Regions from separate parts of the Sus scrofa genome. Here regions 1, 2 and 3 are each linked to region 4. The links are chromatin contacts, called in public Hi-C and HiChIP or PLAC-seq maps. All regions are on one chromosome and are shown on one strand. The core of a region is the stretch at or near the end of the contact, and the rest is flanking DNA. Distances in the headings are between cores, read along the strand shown. Region 1 holds the start of CDC42EP2 (cdc42 effector protein 2). Region 2 holds the start of DPF2 (zinc finger protein ubi-d4). Region 3 holds the start of SLC22A20 (solute carrier family 22 member 20). Region 4 holds the start of POLA2 (DNA polymerase alpha subunit B).

Region 1 (5,075 bases), core at 1,251-3,750, 46 kb after region 4:
GCGAGTCTGATTCCTGGCCTCACTCAGTGGATTAAGGATCCGGCGCTGCCATGAGCTGTGGCGTAGGTCACAGACATGGCTCAGATCCTGCGTTGCTGTGGCTGTGGGGTAGGCTGGCAGCTGTAGCTCTGATTCGACCCCTAGCCTGGGGACCTCCATGTGCCATGGGTGTGGCCCTAAAAAGCAAAACAAACAAACAAAAAGAACCCAACTACTATCCATGAGGACTCGGGATCTATCCCTGGCCTCACTCAGTGGGTTAAGGATCCGGAATTGCAGAGAGCTAGGGTGCAGGTTGCAGAGGCGGCTTGGATTTGGCGTGGCTGTGGCTGTGGCCGGCAGTTGCAGCTCCAATTCAACCCCTAGCCTGGGAACTTCCAGATGCTGCAGAAGATACCCTCAAAACCAAAAAAAGAATACACGTGACTGAGTTGAAGGAGGGGCCAGGAAGGTTCAAGGTTAAAATCTGAAACTTTCCGGAGTTCCTGTCATGGCTCAGTGGTTCACGGATCTGTCTAGAAATGATGAGGTTGTGGGTTCGATCCCTGGCCTTGCTCAGTGGGTTCAGGATCCGGTGTTGCTGTGAGCTGTAGGGTAGGTCACAGACGCGGCTCAGATCCCATGTTGCTGTGGCTCTGGCCGAGGCCGGTGGCTACAGCTCCAATTACACCCCTAGCCTGGGAGCCTCCACATGCCGTGGGAGCGGCCCTAGAAAAGGAAAAAAAAAAAAATCTGAAACTTCTCTGTATTCGTTTTCTGCTGCTGCTGTAGAAAATCACCACAAACTTGGCAGCTTAAAACAATACAAATGTATTAACTTACAGCTCTGTGGGTTGGGAGTCCAACCTGAATCTAAAATCAAGAAGTCAGCAGGGCTGTGTTCCTTCTGGAGGCTCTAGGGCAGAGTCTGTTTCCTGGTCTTTTCCAGCTTCTAGAGGCTGCCCGCATTCCTTTGTTTGTGGCCCCTTCCTCCACCTTCAAAGACAGGACATCTCTTTTTTCTTTTTTTTTTTTTTTTTTTTTTGGTCTTTTGTCATTGTTGTTGTTGTTGTTGCTATTTCTTGGGCCGCTCCCGCGGCATATGGAGGTTCCCAGGCTAGGGGTTGAATCGGAGCTGTAGCCACCAGCCTACGCCAGAGCCACAGCAACGAGGGATCCGAGCCGCGTCTGCAACCTACACCACAGCTCACGGCAACGCCGGATCATTAACGCACTGAGCAAGGGCAGGGACCAAACCCGCAACCTCATGGTTCCTAGTCGGATTCGTTAACCACTGCGCCACAACGGGAACTCCAGGACATCTCTTTTTTTGACTCTCCTGCCTCCCTCTTCTACCTTTAAGGACCATTGTTATTACACTGGGCCCGTTCAGACAGTTCAGGATAATCTCTCTAGTTTAGGAGTTCCTGCCATGGCACAGTGGTTAACGAATCCGACTAGGAACCATGAGGTTGCGGGTTCAATCCCTGGCCTTGCTCAGTGGGTTAGGGATCTGGTGTTGCCATGTGCTGTGGTGTAGGTCACAGATGCGGCTCGGGTCCTACATTGCTGTGGCTCTGGCGTAGGCTGGTGGCTACAGCTCTGATTCAACTCCTAGCCTGGGAACCTCCATGTGCCGTGGGAATCGGCCCTAGAAAAGGGGGAAAAAAAAAACTCTCTAGTTTAGAGCCAGTTGAGGAGTTCCCACTGGGGCACAGTGGTTTAAGGATCTGGCATTGACTATGGCAGCTCCAATTTGACCCCTGGCAGGGAACTTCCATATGCCTAGAGTATGGCCGAAAAAAGTAAATAAAGAAAGTAAAGTCAGTTGATTTGTAACTGTAATTGCATGGGCAACCTCAGTTATTATTTTCTATGTAACAAAACTCTGTATTTACAGGTCCCAGAGACTAGGACCGGGACATCTCTGGGGGGGGGCTATCACTCTGCCTACCTGACTCCCTTTCTCCTGATCTTTTCCTCCCCCCCAACTTGGCTGACCCCCACCCCCACCCCCAGCATCCTTCCTCCTTCAGGATGCCTTCCTGACCCTCTCTCCCTAAGAGCCCCTCCCACACGTACAGGATGTACCATCCTGGTCGCAGTGTACTGTCACAGCTGTCACCCGCTCTTCCTAGCACTTGCTCACCTGGCAGAGTATCACTGTGTACTTGGGGACCGGGGCTTCCTCCATCTCCCTTCATTGGACAGTAGGTCCCAGACCAGAGGGGCTGAATCCCCAGCGACAAGAACAGTGTCTGACACTTAATGGATGCCCCCAAAGTATCTGCTCAATCGCTGAACCGGGCAAGGGCTGAGTTCCCTTCAGCCTGCCTGGGTAGGGCCTGCCTTCCAGTAAATGTTTCTAGTAACGAATGAATGAATAAATGAACCAACCAACCTTCCAGCCAATCAACCAACGTTGTAATGAGTCCAAGTGTGGGTCCCACCCCCGCCCCGGAAGCCATCTAGCCGGTTGACAAATATGGGTGTGGCCAGGCCACTCTGCAGGTCCACCCGCAATGCCCCCTTTTCCAGGGAGGGGCAAAACTCCTGAAAGCTCTTGGAAGTTTGTAATATTTTAACGTGAGTGCCTTCGAGGCCTCATTTATTTCTTTAGGAGTCACTGAAGACACTGTGCGGGCGCCTCCCCGACCCAGCCCTCCAGGGAGGGAACTCGTCCAAGGACGCTCTGTGAATTCTGCAGAATTCAGTCTTCCAGCTGCTGCCCTCCCAGAACCGATAGTTTTAGCTCCGACCCGCACAGCCGGAGTTCGAGGAATCCAGTCCGGGCATCGGACGCAGTCTGGCTCGCAGCCGTCAGAGTTTGGACCGGACGCCCGGGCGGGCGTGGCTGTTGGACCCCAGCGCCGCGCCTCCCAAGTGGGAGCCCAGGCTCGCCCCGGAGTGGGGCGGGGCTGTGGGCGGGACCTGATTGCTGCGGCCCCCGCATTGGCTCCACGGATAGGGGGCGGGGCTTCAGGGGCCACGGTGCGCACTGTAAGTTCACAGCCCTAGTCGGTCCCATCGCCGCACGGTCCAGCTCCGGAGATTTTGCCGCCCACCCGTCCGCCGCCTGCGCGCCTCCAGGTGAGTTCAGGTGGGGACTGTGTAGTCCGACCGCGCTCCTGGAGGGTCACTCGAGAGGCCCATCCTGAGGCGCCCTATCGCAGCTCGCGCCCCAGCCCCCGACTTACCTCCACAAGGTCCTTACCCCAGTGCCTCGGGCTCCAAGGTGTTTCTCACCCGAGCCTCGGTCCTGGCAGCCACGCCCGCGCCCCCCTCGGCCTGCGGGGCGCTGCGCATCCCGAACACGAACTCCTGGATCCGCCCTCCACGCTGCGCCAGAGCCCCCGCCCCACCCCCAGGACCCGGGAATGCCCTCCCGCAGCCCAGCTTGGGGTCGTATTTTTAGCCAATGGTGAGGTGTCCTCCTATCTTTAGCCTTAGCCGCGAGTGTCCTGAAACGAATCCGGGCTGAGCTGGGCTGCGCGGGAGAAAGAGGGCGGGGAGGGGTCGGCTCCGGAACCCGAGCTGGGGCTGAGGAGCCCGACCCGCGGAAGCCAGGGGCGTGGGCCGCATGTCCGAGCTCTGGCCCCGCGCCGAGCGGACACTCGGACATCGCCCAAGCTGGAAAGCACGGGGGAGGCTCCTCCCTGAGTTTGGATACCCGGGCAGCGTCCCTGATCGCTCCTTTTCTCCCCTATTGTCTGGTTGTGAGACTAGGGCGCTCCCAAGAGAAGAAGATCCCGCGGACTATCCGCACCTGGTTAGCGAATGTGCAGCTCCTTGGGAGGGAGCTTGCCGGGAGCGCTAGAAGCGCTGGGGACCCCGGTGCGCAAAGGGTCTCCTCCCGGACGCGGGGCAGTAGAGGGAGCGCGCGCGCGCGCCACCTAGTGGCCACGGACCCGAGAACCGCTCCGCCTAGGGACGCTGGGAGACCTCGTGGCCAGCAGGGGAGACTCAGCGCCGACCGACCCTTCCGCCCAGGGGCTGTTCATTTTCGGTCTTGTTTGGAGCGCTGTCCCCAGAGAACCAAAATACTTGAGGAAGCCCTACAGCTATTTGCTGGATAAATAACGGGGCTGACAGTGACCCGCTAACCCTGTCTGTCGCCCATCGGGGCTCTCTCTCACTTGCAGTATGACAGTAGGGTCCCTGGTGTTGGCTTTATTGTCATCCCATTTCATAGATGAGGAAGGTGAGGCCCGGAGAGGAAGGGTCTTGCCCAAGGTTAGAGCGAGTCCTAGGTAGAGATAGATTCAAGGTCAGTCTCCTGATTTGAAGGTCAGAGGTTGGCTTTATTGGCATCCCTGGTGGGGAGTGGCCTAACATTCTTTGTGAAAGGAGAGGCTCTACCTTCAGGAAGTCATTTTCTCTAAAGGAGGCCCAGGGATCCTTCCAGAACAAGCCCACAAAGCTGGGATGGCTCCCTTCTGCTCCTCCCAAAGCTGCAGGGAGCCACCTGTCCCAACACCCCTCTCACTAAGCCTTGTCCTGACAGAGACCTCATTCCCATTTCTCTGCATGCTAGCAAGTTGAGAGAGGGGGCGGCCAAGAGGTAGGAGTTAAATGGTGGTGGCCAGGGATCCAGCGGCCCCGGCCCAGCTGGGAGCCTTTTTCTCTCCTGCTCCCCGTGCAGCTTGCAGATGTTGGCATGGCTCACTGTATCAGAGCCATTGGGACCTAGCTAGGTATCAATGCCCACTCTTCCTCTTACTAGCTGGATGACATTAATAAAGTTACTTAATGTCTCTGAGATTCAGCTTCTGCCTCTGCAGAGGCCAATAATTGCACCCACTATGCTGTGTCTGGGAGCGTTATGATGGAAACCATACTAGGGGAGCTGCAGCCTGGGGTCTGGTGGTTGCTAAATCCGAATTGAATCCTTGGGGCTTGATGATTGCAATTCCCAGCTCTCCCCTGGTGGTTGACAGGGGCCCAACCCTTCCCCCCAGCCTCAGTGCTCTCCACATCTGGAATTGGGTGGGTACATCTGGCTCAGAGCGAGGGAGCTGTCAGGGACGCCAGATCTGTTGTGGAAACACTCAGGCTGTCTTGGCGCCCTTGTAGGATGGAGGGGGGGAAGGCCTGGC
Region 2 (5,068 bases), core at 347-2,846, 64 kb after region 4:
AACGATCCGGCGTTGCTGTGAGCTGTGGTGTAGGTCGCAGACGCGGCTCGGATCCTGCGTTGCTGTGACTCTGGCGTAGGCTTGCGGCTACAGCTCCAATTAGACCCCTAGCCTGGGAACCTCCATATGCCGCGGGAGGGGCCCAAGAAATGGCAAAAAGACAAAAAAAATAAAAATAAAAATAAAATAAAATAGTTTGAGGAAATGCTATAGTTGACATAGGCAATATTTCAAAATTAATATGTGAGGATATAAATCATTTAAAAACATTTGAATTTGTCCCTCCAGATCCACTTCCCACCCTTCTCTCCCCTACCCTCTCCCCAGGAGGTGACCTAGGTAGAGGAACATCTATGGGTTCCCTTGGGCTTTGGTTTCCGGTTGGGTTCAGCCAATGGGAGCCCAGCAAGAGATCAGAGGATGGGGAGGAGGGGGAGAGTGAGGGATTTCTCAGTCTCACTTCCTGCAAGGGCACCTCAGCCAGGATATGCCCTCACTGGAGGTCACCAATCTCCCCTGATAGTTCCTTTTTCCCACTGGTGCCTCTTCCTGCATTTCTGTGGGCTTATGATGCAAACTTCTCTGCTACTACACACCCCCAGGCAACTGTCCCCCCCCAGGTGTCCCTCCAGACCCAGCTACACTCATTAACACCCCCTTTGTAATGAACCGTCTTCTTTGTGCACCTGTTTCCCACTGGGATCTGAATATATTTAAAAAGGAGTAAAGCTAAATAATAATGTTTAATATGTATATTTAATATTACATTTACATACAATGATTTTCTCTCTATTTCAAAAAGTTTAGGAGTTGCCGTAGCGGCGCAGCGGAAAAGAATCCGACTAGGAACCATGAGGTTGCGGGTTCCATCCCTGGCCTTGCTCAGTGGGTTAAGGATCTGGCGCTGTCCTGATCTGTGGTGTAGGTCACAGTCAAGGCTCGGATCCTGCATTGCTGTGGCTAGGGCTTACGCCAGCGGCTGCAGGTCTTGATTAGATCCCTAGCCTGGGAACCTCCATATGCCGCGGGTGCGGCCCCATGAGCTTTTTTAAAAGAGGATTTTAAGTCATGTTTGTAAACGAATTTGCATGATTCAGCAGTGAAGCAGAAATGAATGGTACACAAGAGAGAGGGATAGTCTTCGGCGCCTAAGTGGAGGGAATGAGCTTAGGAGCAGGAAGCAGGGGAGAAGAGTTGGGCGCCGATAAAGCTGAAGGCAGGAATGGGGGCAAATTTGTCACAGTCCAATATTCGGGCCAAAGAACGTCAGGTTCTGGGAGTTGCTTTTTCTTTCCCTAAAATGGGCACGTGTTTGGCAGCTCAAGAGGACTGTGCCCTACTACTATCACCAACCCCTGGCCAGCAAGTGAGGGCAAAGGGTTAACCACGAGGTTAAAGGTCTGCGAGGTAGCAGGACGCATAAGCTTCACCTACACCACCTCCGGGCCTGCCAGTTTTCACCAAGCCCTCACCTTCTCATTTCTGGACCATGTTACACGTTCCCTCCCTTCTCCCGCTCCCCTACACGTCAGAAGCGGAGGTAGAGCTGGAGCCTCGCGCCGCCCCGGCCTCGGTCTCCATTGCGCCTGCGCACTAGTTCCTCGGCTCCCCGGCCCCCAACAGGCAAGCTCGTTCTCGGCAGCTCGCTCTCGGGCGCGCTCCCGGGCGGCGCCTGCGCAGAAGGACGAGGAAACTGGTTCCCCGTGCGGTCCCGGCGCCTGCGCGCTGCGCTCTCCGGGCCTCCCGGCCTGAGGTAGAGGAGCCGGGAAGATGGCGGCTGTGGTGGAAAATGTAGTGAAGCTGTGAGTGGCCGTTTTCTTTTCCTCCTAGGCCGGGAGGTCTTGTAAGGGGCCTGGGAGTAGGGGGCGGTGCGGGAAGGGACGAGGCGGAGAGAGGGCCTTGCCTGGGAAGGCCATGTTGCGACTCCTAGTGGGGAGGACAACCCGAGACTCCGGAGGAGACGTTGCTCTTCTTTGGAAACTTGTGGAGGCCCTGAGGGGGGCACACGGGAGCCCCTAACGGGCAGCCTCCCGGAGGGGCTGTGCGGTCTGGGCGCTCCCTTCGGGCTGACGGTTTCCAGAGTATGGCGCCCTGGTCGCCTACGAAAGACAGTCCCGGATTCGCTCCCGAGACGCCTCAGTCCGGTGGAGCCGGGCCGAGGGCGGACCCGGGAGCGGCCGGAGCCCCCGCAACGCCCCGCCGCCGACCCCTCCCCATCGGCCGCCCGCAGCCGGCCCTGGGGGAGCAGGCTCCGCAGCCCTCGCGCCGTTAAGCCCCGCTGGGCTGTTTTGTTCTAAACAGCTCGGTGACGTTCCGGGGCGGGCGGGCGGGCGGGGGGGTGGGGTGGTCCTCGAGTGTCAGGTACCCAAGGCCAAGAATATTCCGGGGGAGAATTTGTTGCAGAGCTGGTACTGAGGGGAAAGAACTTCAGGGGAGAGGGCCTCTGTGCCGGCCAATCCCAGCCACCAAAAGCGGGCACTGGACCGATGCAGAGCCCCGGACGCCCCGGCTGCCCGGCTATGCAATACTCTTGGGCTGACAGATTTCGAGCGAAGTTAAAGTTCATGGTTGTTCGGTAAATGGAGAATCCCGTTAGCTGTGAGTTAAAGATGCTTGGAGACTTGATTTAACCCAGCCCCCTCCGTGAGGAAGAATCTGAATGAGTTTTGCAGCTCCGTGCCCCGTGGGCGAATAGAGCAAGCTCCTTTTTAATGCGTAAATTTGGCTTGGTGCAAGGGTAGGAAGATTGAGAGGTGTCTAGTTGTCCAGTTAGGGCTTTGGGATTTTGATTGGATGACAAGGTAAAGGTTTGGGAACTCTGTCTTGGTGGTGGGCTGAGCCCCCCAAGGGCCCCTTTTTAAGGGTGCGGTGCCGCTCTGCCTCTTCTTGCCTGGAGCCTTTTCTTTGCCAGTGCTTTCCCACTTCCATTAAGCTAAGTGCCTTCTCCTTCTGTTCTTGTGGGGGTTTTTTGTTGTTGTTGTTGTTGTTTTTAAACTTGCTTTCAGCTCCATCCTGCTGCCTCTTTCAACCACCCCTCCTCCCAGCACTATTATCTTTCTCTCTGATCTGCCCACTCCAGTTTCCCCAGCTCTCTCTTCAAGCTGACATTTCCCTCAATTTAGAAATGACGCTGTTGATCTACCATTTATATAGTTATCCTGCCTGACTCAGATGTTCTTTGTTTCCCTGCCTTTCTCTTTGTTGACTCCCCCTGTCCCATTGTAAGGGAAGGTTCTACACAGACTTCATGCTTCTTGAAAAAGAATCAAAGCTTCTACCTTGGAAACGTTACTGTACTGGGGGAATGTCAGACTTGCCTAGCTGTTAGCTGTGAGCTCAAGATTCGTTGAGACTTCATTTAAGAGTTATATGTAATGAGGAGTTCCCGTCTTGGTGCAGTGGAAACCAATCTGACTAGGAACCGTGAGGTGTCGGGTTCGATCCCTGGCCTCTCTCAGTGGGTTAAGGATCCAGCACTGCCGTGAGCTTGGTGTAGGTCACACACTCGGCTCAGATCCTGCATTGCTATGGCTGTGGCGTGGGCCGCAGCTGTAGCTCTGATTAGACCCCTAGCCTGAGAACCTCCATATGCCTCATGTGTGGCCCTAAAAAGACAAAAGACAAAAAAGAGAGAGAAAAAAACAAATTGTATGTAATGAGATTCTTTGTCTTTATGTTGGAAGACTTTCATCCTGTAAATAGGGCTACTAACCCTTTCATGTGATGTTGGGAGTGAAGGGTTGCCCGTTTAAACAGAGCATGACTTCTTATTTCTCTTTAAAGAGCTATAGAGATTGTGAGGGTCACCAGCCACTGATTCCTGAGTACTAGTAATGAGAAGCCAACTACAGTTGATGCAGTTTTAAACAACTTGCCCTTTAAAAAGAGACTTCCATTCTCCTCTTACCATGCCCATCCTGGAAAGAGGTGTCTTTCTGACGCTTCTCTGGATCATGGTGTGCCTAGTCTCTGACAGCTGAGGTTATGCAAGGAGGTCAGGACTACTAGCTCCATTTCTTCTGACTCGCATCTTTTTCTAGGAGAAGAATTTTCCTATTTGTAAATTCTCTGCCCCTCCCAAATGTGATGTCAGAATTCAAACAATCCTTTAAGGGATCTTACTAAGTCAAAATAATAGTATAAAGAGTTGCGGTTGCTGACTGGTTTTGAAACCTTCTGAGATCTGGAGAATGATGTTAATTTGAAATTTCTTAAGAGATCTCTCCCATTCTCTCTTGCTCTGTCTTCATCAGATCCTCTCTCCCTCCAACGTGTGTTTCATTCTCAGCTCTGTTACTCAGGAGACAGTTTGCCCCACCTTCTGAAATCCCGCTTAACTCATAAGAGCGCTGATAGGACATCCCTCATCCATCCCCCTCAAACTGTTTGCAGCCTCCTTGCTCTGAATTTGCAGCTCTCAGCCTGTCTGGCCCTTCCTTCCATTTGACTTGCAGCGTCAGTATCAATTCCCATCAGCAGAAACAAAGGAGCTGCTGCACTTAGCCTTGTTTATCCAATTTTCCTCTGTTTAGTCAAGACAGGGCTGCCTCCTAAAGGCGAGCAAATATGAGCCTGTTCCCTTCTCTCTACTCTCCAACACAGGATTCATGCCTGCCTTAAATTACAGTCATTACAGCTCATTGACTATCTTGTGGTCTCACTGCTTTGTGTGCAGTGTGTGGCTTTCAGTTTCTGGGAACGTGCTAAGCTGTGCCTTAGTGGTCTATTGTGGCTGCCCAGTGAAAGCCCCCCTCAAATTCCAGAGCAGGGTTTGTTGATGTAGCTTGAGTTATGGACATAAGCAACAGAAATTTGCTCTGTTCAGCTTTTCATGCTAGGAGTCTCCCTCTTGTAGAATATGTCAGAGCTTATCCAAGTTCAGCCTCCCCAATCTATAGCACAAGAACCGAAGGTCCATGTGGGTTGACTCATGTCTGTGCTTACGTGATAACTTGCAGCCAAACCAGGTCTTTTTACTCCCGACTCGGGTCAAGATGTCCCAGACACCTTCAAGGGTACTGAGGATATTGTGGGGATGAGGTCATCTCTGCCCTCCGCTTGTTTAAGA
Region 3 (5,362 bases), core at 1,797-4,296, 46 kb before region 4:
ACTCCCTGGGGCAGTTGAAGGTCTTCCACTGGTCCGGCGCTTGCTCGTCCAGCGCCTCCCAGCTCCCAGCCCTGCCCGGGAGGTTGTCATTCCCCTGAGCCTTGGAGCCCACCCGGCCGGGCCCCAGCCCCCTGCTCCGTCCCCTCTGGCCTGGTGCACCGCCCTGGCCCTCACCGGCTCTCCCGGGCCAGGGTTCAAGCTCAACAAGAAGCTGTTTGAGCTCATCATCACCCGCTACTCGGAGCCCGACCTGGCCGTGGACTTCGACAACTTCGTGTGCTGCCTGGTGCGGCTGGAGACCATGTTCCGTGAGTGTCCCTGTCAGCGTCCCCTCCAACCCCGTGCCTGTCTCATCCCCCTGGAGCATGTGGGAACCACAGGCCCGCCCTGCGGCGCGTGCCAGAGGGGCCGGGGTCTCTGCGTGGGGGTCCAGGCGGGCTGAGTGTCTGAGACAGGGAGTTGGGGAGGGCCCTCTGGAGGGGGGCTCTCAGGCAGCAGGAAGAGCTGCCCCCACCCCCCGCCCCCGGCTGTAAGGGTGCTGCGAGAGCTTGGGGTGCCGAGGGGAGGGGCTGGAGGAGGCAGGAGGTGCTGTCCCGCTGCGTTCTCAGCCCCATCGTCGTTTTCCGAACACAGGATTTTTCAAGACTCTGGACACAGATCTGGATGGAGTTGTGACCTTTGACTTGTTTAAGGTGGGCTTGTCCTCTGGCTGGATGGGGAGGGTGGGTGCTCAGAGGCAAAGGAGTTTTCTTAACCTCTCTGGGCCAGAGCCTGCGGCCACCTGAGTCCTTCAAGGGATGTCTGGGTTCTGGGAAGGGGGGCAGGAGGGAGGGCTGGGCTCCCGGGGAGAGGAGGTGAGAGAGTGCACCCCCAACCCGCAGGAGACTGCCTCTCCTTCCTGCCCTCAGAGGGGCGAGGAGACGGCGGCTCCCGAGCCTTGGCTCTGAGAGGCAGGACGTGAGCTGCCCCGGGCTGACCCCTCTCTCCGCCCTCTCTGGCCCGCAGTGGTTGCAGCTGACCATGTTTGCATGAGGTGGGGCTCGGGCCCCTTGCTGTGCTCTTCTGCCCTCGTCTGCCAAGCCATGCCTTCCCGCCATGCCACACCAGGCCACACCAGCTGCAAGTGCCTTCCTGGGAGCAGGAGGTGGCCTCGTCCTCCTGTCCCCTCATCTCCCACCGCCGTGGTTCATTCGCTCTGGGCAGAGCTGTGTGGCCCTCCCTGCCTCCACTGGCCGCGGGCTCAGATGGACTCCCCCAGCCCCTCTGGCCGCCGCACTAGGAAGGCAGCTTTTGCTTGTTCCTGCCTAGGATGGGGCTTCTGGGGCTTCGGGAAGACTGACAGCCCCAGGCCTCTGACATCCTGATGTGTCCTCACCCCTCCTCCACCTCCAGGGGCCACCCATCCAGCCCCGCCCGCGGCCTCACCTGCAGACTTTACACGATAACCACTAGCTCTGCACAGTCTGCGGTCTAGACGTGCAGAGCCCCTCCCTGGGGGCTGGGAACGCCTGTTCCTTCCTGTGCAAAAGCCGATGCCCCTCTCTGCCCCCCAGCCCTGTCCCCACCTGCCAACCAGGGGTGGCCTGGCCTGGGAGGTGGCCAGGCTTCCTGGCCCCCCCCTTCCTTTTTTATATTGGTGATTTTAAAGGGGACTCTGTGGGGACTGATTATCAGTTGTGAGGGTGCCAGAGGCACCCGGACGTGGCGGGGTTGTGGGGACATCTCATGTTTCCATGCAGAGAAGCCCCAAATAATAAAGGAAAAGGCCCCACCTTTGTCTCTGGAGTGTGTTTCTGCCTAAACCTAGGACCCAGGAGGGCACAGCAAGCCTTGCCCTGCAGATGCTGCCCTGCCCCACCCTCCTCCCCTTCTTCACTGCCTGGAGGCTCAAACCCCAGCTGGAGTCCTGGGCATCTGGGAGTTGGGGGTGGGATGGGACCCCCCTGCAGGGACAGGGCCGCCCTGCTGAGGTCCCACACGCCCCAGTCCTCTAAGCCTTGGAGGCCTGACCCCCTTCCTTCCCCGTGAGGCGCTGGCTGAAACCCAAACCCCTACTTAACTCAAACCTGACCCCCAGGCAGCTCCCCAGGACACAGAGCCTCCTTTAAGTCTTCTGGGGTGGGGAGGGGAGTTGCCCCTGTGACCCAGGCACCTGCAGCTTATGTAAGCTGCTCCAGGCCCTTGGGGTCCCAGCTGTTCTTACCAGAGATAAGAGTAGGTTGAGGTGGGGGTAGAGGTGGGGGTGGGACAGTGCGGGGAGGGGTGAGCCACAACCTGGGGCAGCATCTGCAGGGCAAAGGCTGTTGGAGCCCAGGTGAGGGCCGCCCTTGACAGCTAGAAGCGCAGAGCCTCAGGCAGTCCTGAGCCTGCCTTCTGTCTCTGGGAGTCCCTGGGCCAGGTCCTACTGGCCCTCAGCAGCCTCCTCAGTAAGGGGAGTGGCCCCTCGCTTCCGGGGGAGCCTGGGCTGGTTTGTGAGAGGGACTGGGGGATGGGGGTGGCAGAGAAGGGGGCAGGTGCACGGGGCCCCACCCGCCCAGTTCTCTGTACTGGGTTATCTGATGCGAGGGCGGGAACACTGTGGGTCTGGATGAGCAGACACCCCAACTCCCCACAGGCCCCCCGCCTGAGTGCAGGTGGCGGTGGTTGCCCTATTTGGGCCTTTATTTTTTTTTTTTGGAATTTAGTGATTTTTATTTTTTCCATCATAGCTGGTTTACTGTGTTCTGTCCTTTTTCTACTGTCCAGCAAGTGACCCAGTCACACATACACGTATACATTCTTTTTTTCACACATTATGCTCCATCCTAAGTGACTAGATATAGTCCCCAGAGCTATATATTTGGGCCTTTTTTTTTTGGTCTTCTGAGGGCCGCACCCACAGCATATGGAGGTTCCCAGGCTAGGGGTCAAATCGGAGCTGTAGCTGCCGGCCTCCACCACAGCCACAGCAACTCGGGATCTGAGCTGCATCTGCAACCTGCACCACAGCTCATGGCAACGCCGGATCCTTAACCCACTGAGCAAGGCCAGGGATCGAACCCGCAATCTCATGGTTCCTAGTTGGATTCATTTTCCGCTGCACCATGGCGGGAACTCCTGTTTGGTCCTTTTTTAAGGACTTTTTCCCAAGTGTCTCCTGTGCGGGCCCCCAACTTCCTGGGAAGTGTGGGGAGAGGCAAGGAGCTATAATTGCTGGTCCCCCGCCACAGGTGACCAAGTATTTAAGACTCTGGCCTCGGTGGAGCCCAGTGACAGGCAAGCTGGAGGTGGCCTCTTGGAGTTCCTCACTGTGGCCTCCAGAGAAGCTGGGAGGATGAGATGGCGCTGGGGTCCCCGCCGAGAGGGCCATGGGCAGGGGGCTTCGGGGTGGCCCTCTGGGACCCCTGGGAGGTGAGAGTGAGAGAAGGCAGGAGAAAGCGCCTGGCAGGAGGGGACGCCCTGCAGGCATGGGGACGCCCGAGGCCACCTGCGAGGTGTAACCGGACCCCTCTGAGTTGCCGGACTCAGACACGGGGCGTCTGCGGTCCTAACCCCGGCCTGATCCTCCACCTCCCAGGGCCCCGTCCCAGCCCCTTTACATAAGGCTCTGCAGGCTGAGCCTCCGGTCAGGTCCGTGGCCATGGCCTTCACAGACCTGCTGGACGCCCTGGGTGGCGTGGGTCGCTTCCAGCTGGTCTACACTGCCCTGCTGCTGCTGCCCTGCTGCCTGCTGGCCTGCCACAACTTCCTGCAAAACTTCACGGCCGCCGTGCCCCGCCACCACTGCCAAAGTCCCGCCAACCACACGGTGGCCACCGACAATGACTCAGGGGCCTGGCTGAGGGCCACGGTACCCCTGGACCGGCTTGGGGCCCCCGAGCCGTGCCGGCGCTTCACAAAGCCTCAGTGGGCACTTCTGAGCCCCAACGCCTCTGTCCACGGGGCGGCCACGGAGGGCTGCCACGACGGCTGGGTCTACGACCGCAGCGTTTTCCCATCCACCATTGTGACGGAGGTGAGAGGGGGCCGGGGTGTTGGGGTGGTCTGGGGTGGGGGTGGGTGCTGCCGCCAGAGGTCAAGACTGGAGCATCCCTCCCACCCCTGCAGTGGGATCTGGTGTGCGAGGCCCGCACCCTCCGCGACCTGGCTCAGTCCATCTACATGACCGGGGTGCTGGTGGGCGCTGCTGTGTTTGGCAGCCTTGCGGACAGGTGAGCCTTCGGGGGTGAGGGTCCCAGTCTCCTGAGCTTCTTAATTTTTCTTTATTAAAGTGTATCCATGTATTTTAAAAAGAGATAATACATATGATACGTTCACAGGGTTCAAAATTCCAGAAGGGAGTCCCCATTGTGGCACAGTGGGTTACGAACCCGACTTGTATCCACAAGGATGCGGGTTTGATCCCTAGCTTCATTCATTGGGTTAAGGATCTGGTGTTGCCGCAAGCTGTGGTGAAGGTCACAGCCACGGCTCCGATCTGGCGTTGCTTTGGCTGTGGCCTAGGCCAGCAAATGCAGCTCTGATTCGACCCCTAGCCTGGGAACCTCCATATGCAGCAGGTGCAGCGCTAAAAAAAAATAAATAAATAAATAAAAATTCTGGAAGGTACAAGAAAATGTGCAGGAAGCGTTCCCCGTCTCTCACTCCAGTAATTTCTGGAAGCAGCCTGGTTTCTATGTATCTTACAGAGAGACTTTATGATTTTATACAATCCAAGCAAATGTGTGTATATGCTCTGCCCCACCTTTGCTATACAAATGCTGGCATATTTGTATAAAATGACTGGTACACATGATTCTGTACCTGTCACCTGCCCACATCCAGGCTGCATCCCACTGTGGATGAGCCACAGCTCCCAGGCCCATGAGGATGGCGAGACGCGGGGGGAACGCATCTCACACCAGCCTGAGGAGTCGGCTCCCCGGCCCCCTCGACCCTCTGTCGTCTTTTCCCTTTCTTCCCTTCTCTCTCCCCTCCCCGCAGCCCCTCCTCTCACTGTTCAGTTCTGGGGGTCCCTCTCGGACGGCAGACCCAGATCCTATCACAGCCCCGGTCACCCCATGTTATGACACATCCAGCCTTTCTTATCCACAGTGTCTGGTTTGTCACCAGCCTCCAGCTCAGGCCTGACACTTGGAGGTGGTCAGTGGACATCCGTGTAACAGAAGGAAGGAAGGACTGGGTATATCGCGGGGTGTGGGGACAGGACGTGCTGCCCGCCTGGCCAAGCTGGGGCTCCGGCTCTGGACATCTAGTCTCACAAATGGCTCAGTGCTCTGGCCCTGCTTTCCTGGCCCCGGACCCCTCTGAGGTGTAACAGCCCCCGCCCCACTCTCGCCTCCCCAACATGACCAGTTCAATGAAGACTTGACCCTGGGGTCCT
Region 4 (5,333 bases), core at 986-3,485:
CCTAAGGGCCATAGTTTGCAATCCCTGGTCTTTGATATACAAACAGCTCCTGCTTACTTGGTAAGAAAAGGCAAAGGACAAAAGCTGGAAACCTGCAAGTTGTAGAGGAAATCCAATGGCCACTAAGCATTTGTAACAGGATGTAGAATGAGCTTTTTCCCTGTCATCTGAGTACAACACATGATAAGCAATCCCACATTCTAGAGAGGGTCTTGACATGCTCTTGAAAGCTTTCCATAAGAGCTCAGAACCAGTTGCTGGACTCCCCCATCCCTCAAGGATGCAGATAATCCCCCCGTATGCAGATAATTACAGACAGCTCCGAATTCAGAACAGGAAAGCGGGTGAGCAGCATTGTTCTTAGCCTACTTCACACCAGTGCAGATGACTTGCTAACTCTCCACTCTGAGACATATTTCGGTAATTATGAATGAAATTATACCCAATGTTGAAGGCATTCCTTTTTTGTTTTGTTTTTTTTTTTGGCTTTCTGTCTTTTCTAGGGCCGCTCCTGTGGCATATGGAGGTTCCCAGGCTAGGGGTCTAATCAGAGCTGTAGCCACCAGCCCACACCAGAGCCACAGCAATGCAGGATCCGAGCCGAGTCTGCAACCTACACCACAGCTCACGGCAACGCCGGATCCTTAACCCACTGAGCGAGGCCAGGGATCGAACCTGCAACCTCAAGGCTCCTAGTCAGATTCATTAACCACTGAGCCATGACGGGAGCTCCAGGCAGTCTATATTTCAAAACAGATCATGCCATTGTTCCTAAAACTTCCTCTTTTGTTTTTTTCTTTGTTGTGCTCTTTGGGGTCAATGGCTTTTTCTGCTGGAACAGTGCCCTCTTCACACTGCTATAAAGAGATTTTGCAGATGTAATTATATTCCCAAACCAGTTGATCTTAAGAAAGTGGTCCTGGAGTTCCCACTGTGGCACAGTGGTTAATGAATCTAACTAGGAACCATGAGGTTGCAGGTTGGATCCCTGGCCTCACTCAGTAGGTTAAGGATCTGGCATTGCCCTGAGCTGTGGTGTAGGTCGCAGACGCGGCTCGGATCTGGCATTGCTGTGGCTCTGGCGTAGGCCGGTGGCTACAGCTCCGATTGGACCCCTAGCCTGGGAACCTCCCTATGCCACAGGAGCAGCTCAAGAAAAGGCAAAAAGACAAAAAAAAAAAAAAAAAAAGAAAGAAAGAAAGAAAGAAAGTGGTCCTAACCTAACAACAGGAGCCCTTTAAAAACAGTGTCTCTGTGGGAATGCAACTTAGCCAACACTTTGATTTCAGCCTTACTGAGAATGCAGACATGCTGTGTCCAGACTTCTGAGCTACAGCTCTGTGGACAAATAAAACAAATGCTGTTTTAACCCACTAAATTTACGGGTTAAATTATCACAATAATTTACAGTAAATAATTACACAGCAATAGAAAACAAATATATGCTTTATTGCTTGTACCCAGGTGAACTGCTCCCACCCTCTGCCATTTGTACCTACCAGTAAGAAAGAAGCCTAAGATGGTTTTCCCTCTCCAGCCCTCCCCCAACTGTGGTTTACATGCAGACTACACCCTGTTTCACATGGTTGGTTTGAGGCCAAGACAGGACTCTTCCTGGCTTTTCTTCCCTCATCGTATGCCCTAAAATGCTCCCTAAGTGTCTCTGGCCTCTGCAGTGCAGTCTTTTTTTTTTTCTTTTTAGGGCTGCACTCTGGCCATATGGGAGTTCCCAGGCTGGGGGTGGAATCCGAGCTACAGCTGCTGGCCCACGCCAGAGCAACGAGGGATCTGAGCCGCACCTGCAACCTACAGCGCAGCTCACAGAGAGAGGGGGCAGATCCCCAACCCACTGAGCCAGGCCAGGGATCCAACCTCATCAGCATAGATACTAGTCGGATTCATTTAGAGCTGCGCCACAATGGGAACTCCCCATGTAGTGAGGTCTTGAGAATCACTGTTCTAGTGATAGCCTGTACTTTCCTCCCCGGATACTCAGTTTCCATTTATTTTATTTTTTACTGTAAATTACAAAATGAGCATCTTTGTTTATAAAACTTTGGATTCTGGCCGGTTTTCTTAGGATAAGAAATGCTAAGTCAAAAGAGAATGAACAATCTTAATAACTGATATCATACTGCCGAACTTTATTCTAGAGACTCTACCAACCTACCATCCCATTAGCCAAGTATGATGCCTAGCGTTATTTGATCTAAGCTGAGCCAATGGAGATTTGGGCTCCAGAAAATAGACCTATACGACTGTGGCTGTGACTACTGGTGGTAGCCGCGATGATAACCATGGCAACCAGATTCCCTAAGGAAGTCGCGCTGAGTGCAGAGATGATGCAGAGATGACGCGGGAGACAAGAGCAGGGACAAGACTTTCCTCTCCCGCGTGTTGGACACAGAATGTTTGAGACATTTGAAGGCACGTACACGCCACGGCCTGCGCACGAAGGCACGGACAAAAGGGTGACAAGCATACATCACAGAGCTTCGCGGAGCAGACGGTGGCCGGAAGAGTCATCCGCGACTGGTACAGAACCGCGGTTTCCATGCAGGGAGCGGGTGAGAGCGGGCAACAGCGCGCCCGCGCCTCTCTTCTGAGCCCAGTAAAAGATGACTGCGCAGCCGCGGTAGGGCGGGCCGACCATCAGGCGCACACGCGCGATCCGCCGTGCGGGCGTTCGTGCGCACGCGCCCTCGGACGCGCGTGCGCGCGCGTAGTCCGGGAACAGAGAGAAGGAAGTCGAGGCGAAGGGGTGGGGTTGAGCGGGCCTCGCGCATGCGCGCGCCGTGCAAACCATTTGGCGGGTTTTTCCGGCCTGCTCGGTTCTCCCGTCACAGAGATGCTCCCCGGTGGCTTTTAGGAAGTAGGGCCTTCTCCCCTAGAAGAGTGACTTCTCAAGATTTCTGCTCCCTTCCTTCAGGCATTTGGGAGCTTCGGGAAAAAAAGAAAATAAAAAGTATTTCTCTGAGACTGACGGCCAGGGCTTTCTGACCGCCTGAGGTCTTGGATTATTTGGTCACTTTCGGTCTCAGCCCCCCGGAGAGCGAAAGGATCGGAGGAACCGCGTCCTGCTCATCGATCTCCACGGCCGTGGGTTTCTTGGCGTCAGGTCGGAGCTGGGTGGGCTCGGCCCCGGCCCCCGTCCTGGGTCATCATGGCCGTGTCCGCCCAGCTCTTGCGGGAGGAGTTGCAGATCTTCGGCCTAGAATGCGAGGATGCTCTGATTGACAAATGTGAGTCCCTTGCCCCCTCCCCGGGCCCCAGCCCAGGCCCACGCTCTCGCTCCGTGTTCCCAATCGCCTAGAACCCAAAGGGAGGCGCTTCCGGGGGGTTGTGAGGTGAGTTAAACTGAGTTTTGAGGTTTGGCGTGTGGGGCCTTTGAAATGCTCACAGGGTACTGCTTGGATCCCAGCTCAAAGGAAAGAATATGAAGCACAATTTTAAATCGACGCAGTTTCCTAAAGGTGAAATTGGGACGTGCCAGGTTCTCATCTCCGAATTTGGAAATTGTTTAAGCCTCGATAACCAAGCAAGAGATGTTGGGGCTTTGAAATACAGCCTTTTCTGGCATCTCCCTTTCCAGCCTACACCTAAACTTCTGCTGATCCATCCCTTTTCATCAAAACTGTTTGGTCTGTGCAAGTATGAGTTTCTTGAGGTGGGTTCATAAAATTGAATTTTAGCTGGGAAGGGACTTTAAGGAGACTGTGAGCTGTTCACAGCTGGAGAAACAGATAACAGAGAGTTCATTGGCCTGTCCCCCATTCCAGTGCTGCATTGCATTGGTTCATCTTATTGGTCAGGCTCCGGGGCAGTGTCCAGAGTTGCTGGAAGCCAAGTCTCGGGAGGTGTGGACGTTCTCAGTGTTAGAATCAGGATGATAGTGCATCTGCCTTAATCATGCATCCACACATTGAATTTCTTTTTTTAATATATAAAACCAAAACACAAACATGTTCATTTAGGAGAGACCAGAATACTCCAAGTTCTGAAGCCCAGGGCATTCCCTTCCTGAAAGGAAACTTAAGTGAGAAAGCCAATCACAGTTAAGAAATTTATTTGGTGAGCTTGAAAGCAAAACAAGAGAAGTTAGTTGTTGTGTGAACAAAATTTGTAAAGGCTTCAGTTCAAGATGCCTGCTGCTCACATAGGACATTGGCGGTGGTATTGGAGTTCTAGCCCTTGAAGTCAGAATCGCTCACCTCGCTGGGATGTTTACATTGTCCGACAGTCATGCCGTATTTCCCTGGTCTGTCCACTTGGAGTCTCCTGATGACTCAGTGCCACCTTCTCCTTGAACATCTTCTGACCCGCTCTCACTCTCAGCTGATGAACTTCCTGTTTTGCTGAGAAAGTAGAAGGAATTAGAAAACTTTTGAGTGTCCTTGTCACTCAGTGGGTTAAGGATCTGGCATTGTCACTGCAGCGGCTCAGATCACTGCTGTGGCAAGGGCTTGGTCCCTGGCCCGGGACTTTGCATATGCCGCACGTGCAGCCAAAAGAGAGAGAGAGAAAGAAAGAAAGAGACATGTATAAGCTACCACCACTGCTTCTTCCCACTTACCTGTGTCTGTATCATATTCCTTGCCTCCTTCCCATTACAGTAAGTAAATGCTTCATATTCCTAGCAGAAGCCACACCCTCCACTCAGGTCCATTCCTTGTCACTTTCTTTAGGCCATCGTTCAGTAATTCTCCCTTTTTTTTTTTTTCATTTTCTGTTTTTCTCTCTCTAGGATTTTTTCCTGAGCAGCATAGAAAAGTGGTTCTTACCCCAACCTTTTAAATACTCCCTCTTCTCACTTCCCACTCCTGTCCGCTCCTTCCCAATTGCAGCAAACCTCCTAAACTTGCCTATGCTTGCGTCTTCCATTTTCTCCTCTTTAAGCCCATTTCAGTCAGCTTTTTCATCCCCCCCACTTCACTGAAACTACTCTGCTCAAGGTCATCAGTGACCTTCACCAGGCTAAAGCCGGGGATGCATTTTCAGTCCTCATTTGGATGAATAGCAGCATGTGATGCTCTTTATCGTGTCCTCTTTATTTTTTTGTCTCTTTAGGGCTGCACCCTACGCATGTGGAGGTTCCCAGGCTAGGGGTCGAAGGGGAGCTGCGGCTGCTGGCCTATACCACAGCCACAGCAACATGAGATCCAAGCCTCATCTACAGCCTATATCATAGCTCATGGCAGCGCCGGATCCTTAATCCACGGAATGAGGCCAGGGATTGAACCTGCAACCTCATGGTTCCTCGTCAGCTTCGGTTACCCTGAGCCACAGTGGGAACTCCCAGGCTTTATTTTTCTGCAGAGCACATTTAACCATCT

The links. Hi-C and Micro-C count contacts between places; a contact is called where the count stands out from the background. HiChIP or PLAC-seq counts read pairs in DNA pulled down with a chosen protein or histone mark.
Region 1: a contact with region 4 is called in a Hi-C map of retroperitoneal adipose tissue, with 2.4 times the contacts expected there. The contact joins the promoter of CDC42EP2 here to the promoter of POLA2 in region 4. A contact is called at or near these places in 3 of 5 promoter capture datasets (fetal liver, fetal skeletal muscle and liver), 22 of 47 Hi-C or Micro-C datasets (adipose tissue, alveolar macrophages, brain and 12 more) and 2 of 2 datasets of contacts at active chromatin or transcription factors (alveolar macrophages and skeletal muscle).
Region 2: a contact with region 4 is called in an H3K27ac HiChIP or PLAC-seq map of alveolar macrophages. The contact joins the promoter of DPF2 here to the promoter of POLA2 in region 4. A contact is called at or near these places in 3 of 5 promoter capture datasets (fetal liver, fetal skeletal muscle and liver), 12 of 47 Hi-C or Micro-C datasets (adipose tissue, alveolar macrophages, epiblast stem cells and 9 more) and 2 of 2 datasets of contacts at active chromatin or transcription factors (alveolar macrophages and skeletal muscle).
Region 3: a Hi-C map of epiblast stem cells shows a contact between it and region 4, with 1.7 times the contacts expected there. The contact joins the promoter of SLC22A20 here to the promoter of POLA2 in region 4. A contact is called at or near these places in 1 of 5 promoter capture datasets (liver), 26 of 47 Hi-C or Micro-C datasets (adipose tissue, alveolar macrophages, blood and 12 more) and 2 of 2 datasets of contacts at active chromatin or transcription factors (alveolar macrophages and skeletal muscle).

What each region holds. Positions count from the first base shown.
Region 1 is chr2:6,901,465-6,906,539 of Sscrofa11.1, reverse strand. CDC42EP2 (cdc42 effector protein 2) reads left to right here and starts at 2,500. Exons shown (of 2, transcript XM_003122538.5): 1 at 2,500-3,069.
Region 2 is chr2:6,883,076-6,888,143 of Sscrofa11.1, reverse strand. DPF2 (zinc finger protein ubi-d4) reads left to right here and starts at 1,596. Exons shown (of 11, transcript XM_003122537.5): 1 at 1,596-1,802. The coding sequence starts at 1,771.
Region 3 is chr2:6,993,923-6,999,284 of Sscrofa11.1, reverse strand. It overlaps SLC22A20 (solute carrier family 22 member 20), which reads left to right and starts at 3,046. Exons shown (of 10, transcript XM_003122540.3): 1 at 3,046-3,994; 2 at 4,087-4,190. The coding sequence starts at 3,620. It overlaps CAPN1 (calpain 1), which reads left to right. Exons shown (of 22, transcript NM_001348784.1): 20 at 192-308; 21 at 634-692; 22 at 1,006-1,772. The coding sequence ends at 1,032.
Region 4 is chr2:6,947,191-6,952,523 of Sscrofa11.1, reverse strand. It overlaps POLA2 (DNA polymerase alpha subunit B), which reads left to right and starts at 2,235. Exons shown (of 18, transcript XM_013994111.2): 1 at 2,235-3,242. The coding sequence starts at 3,164.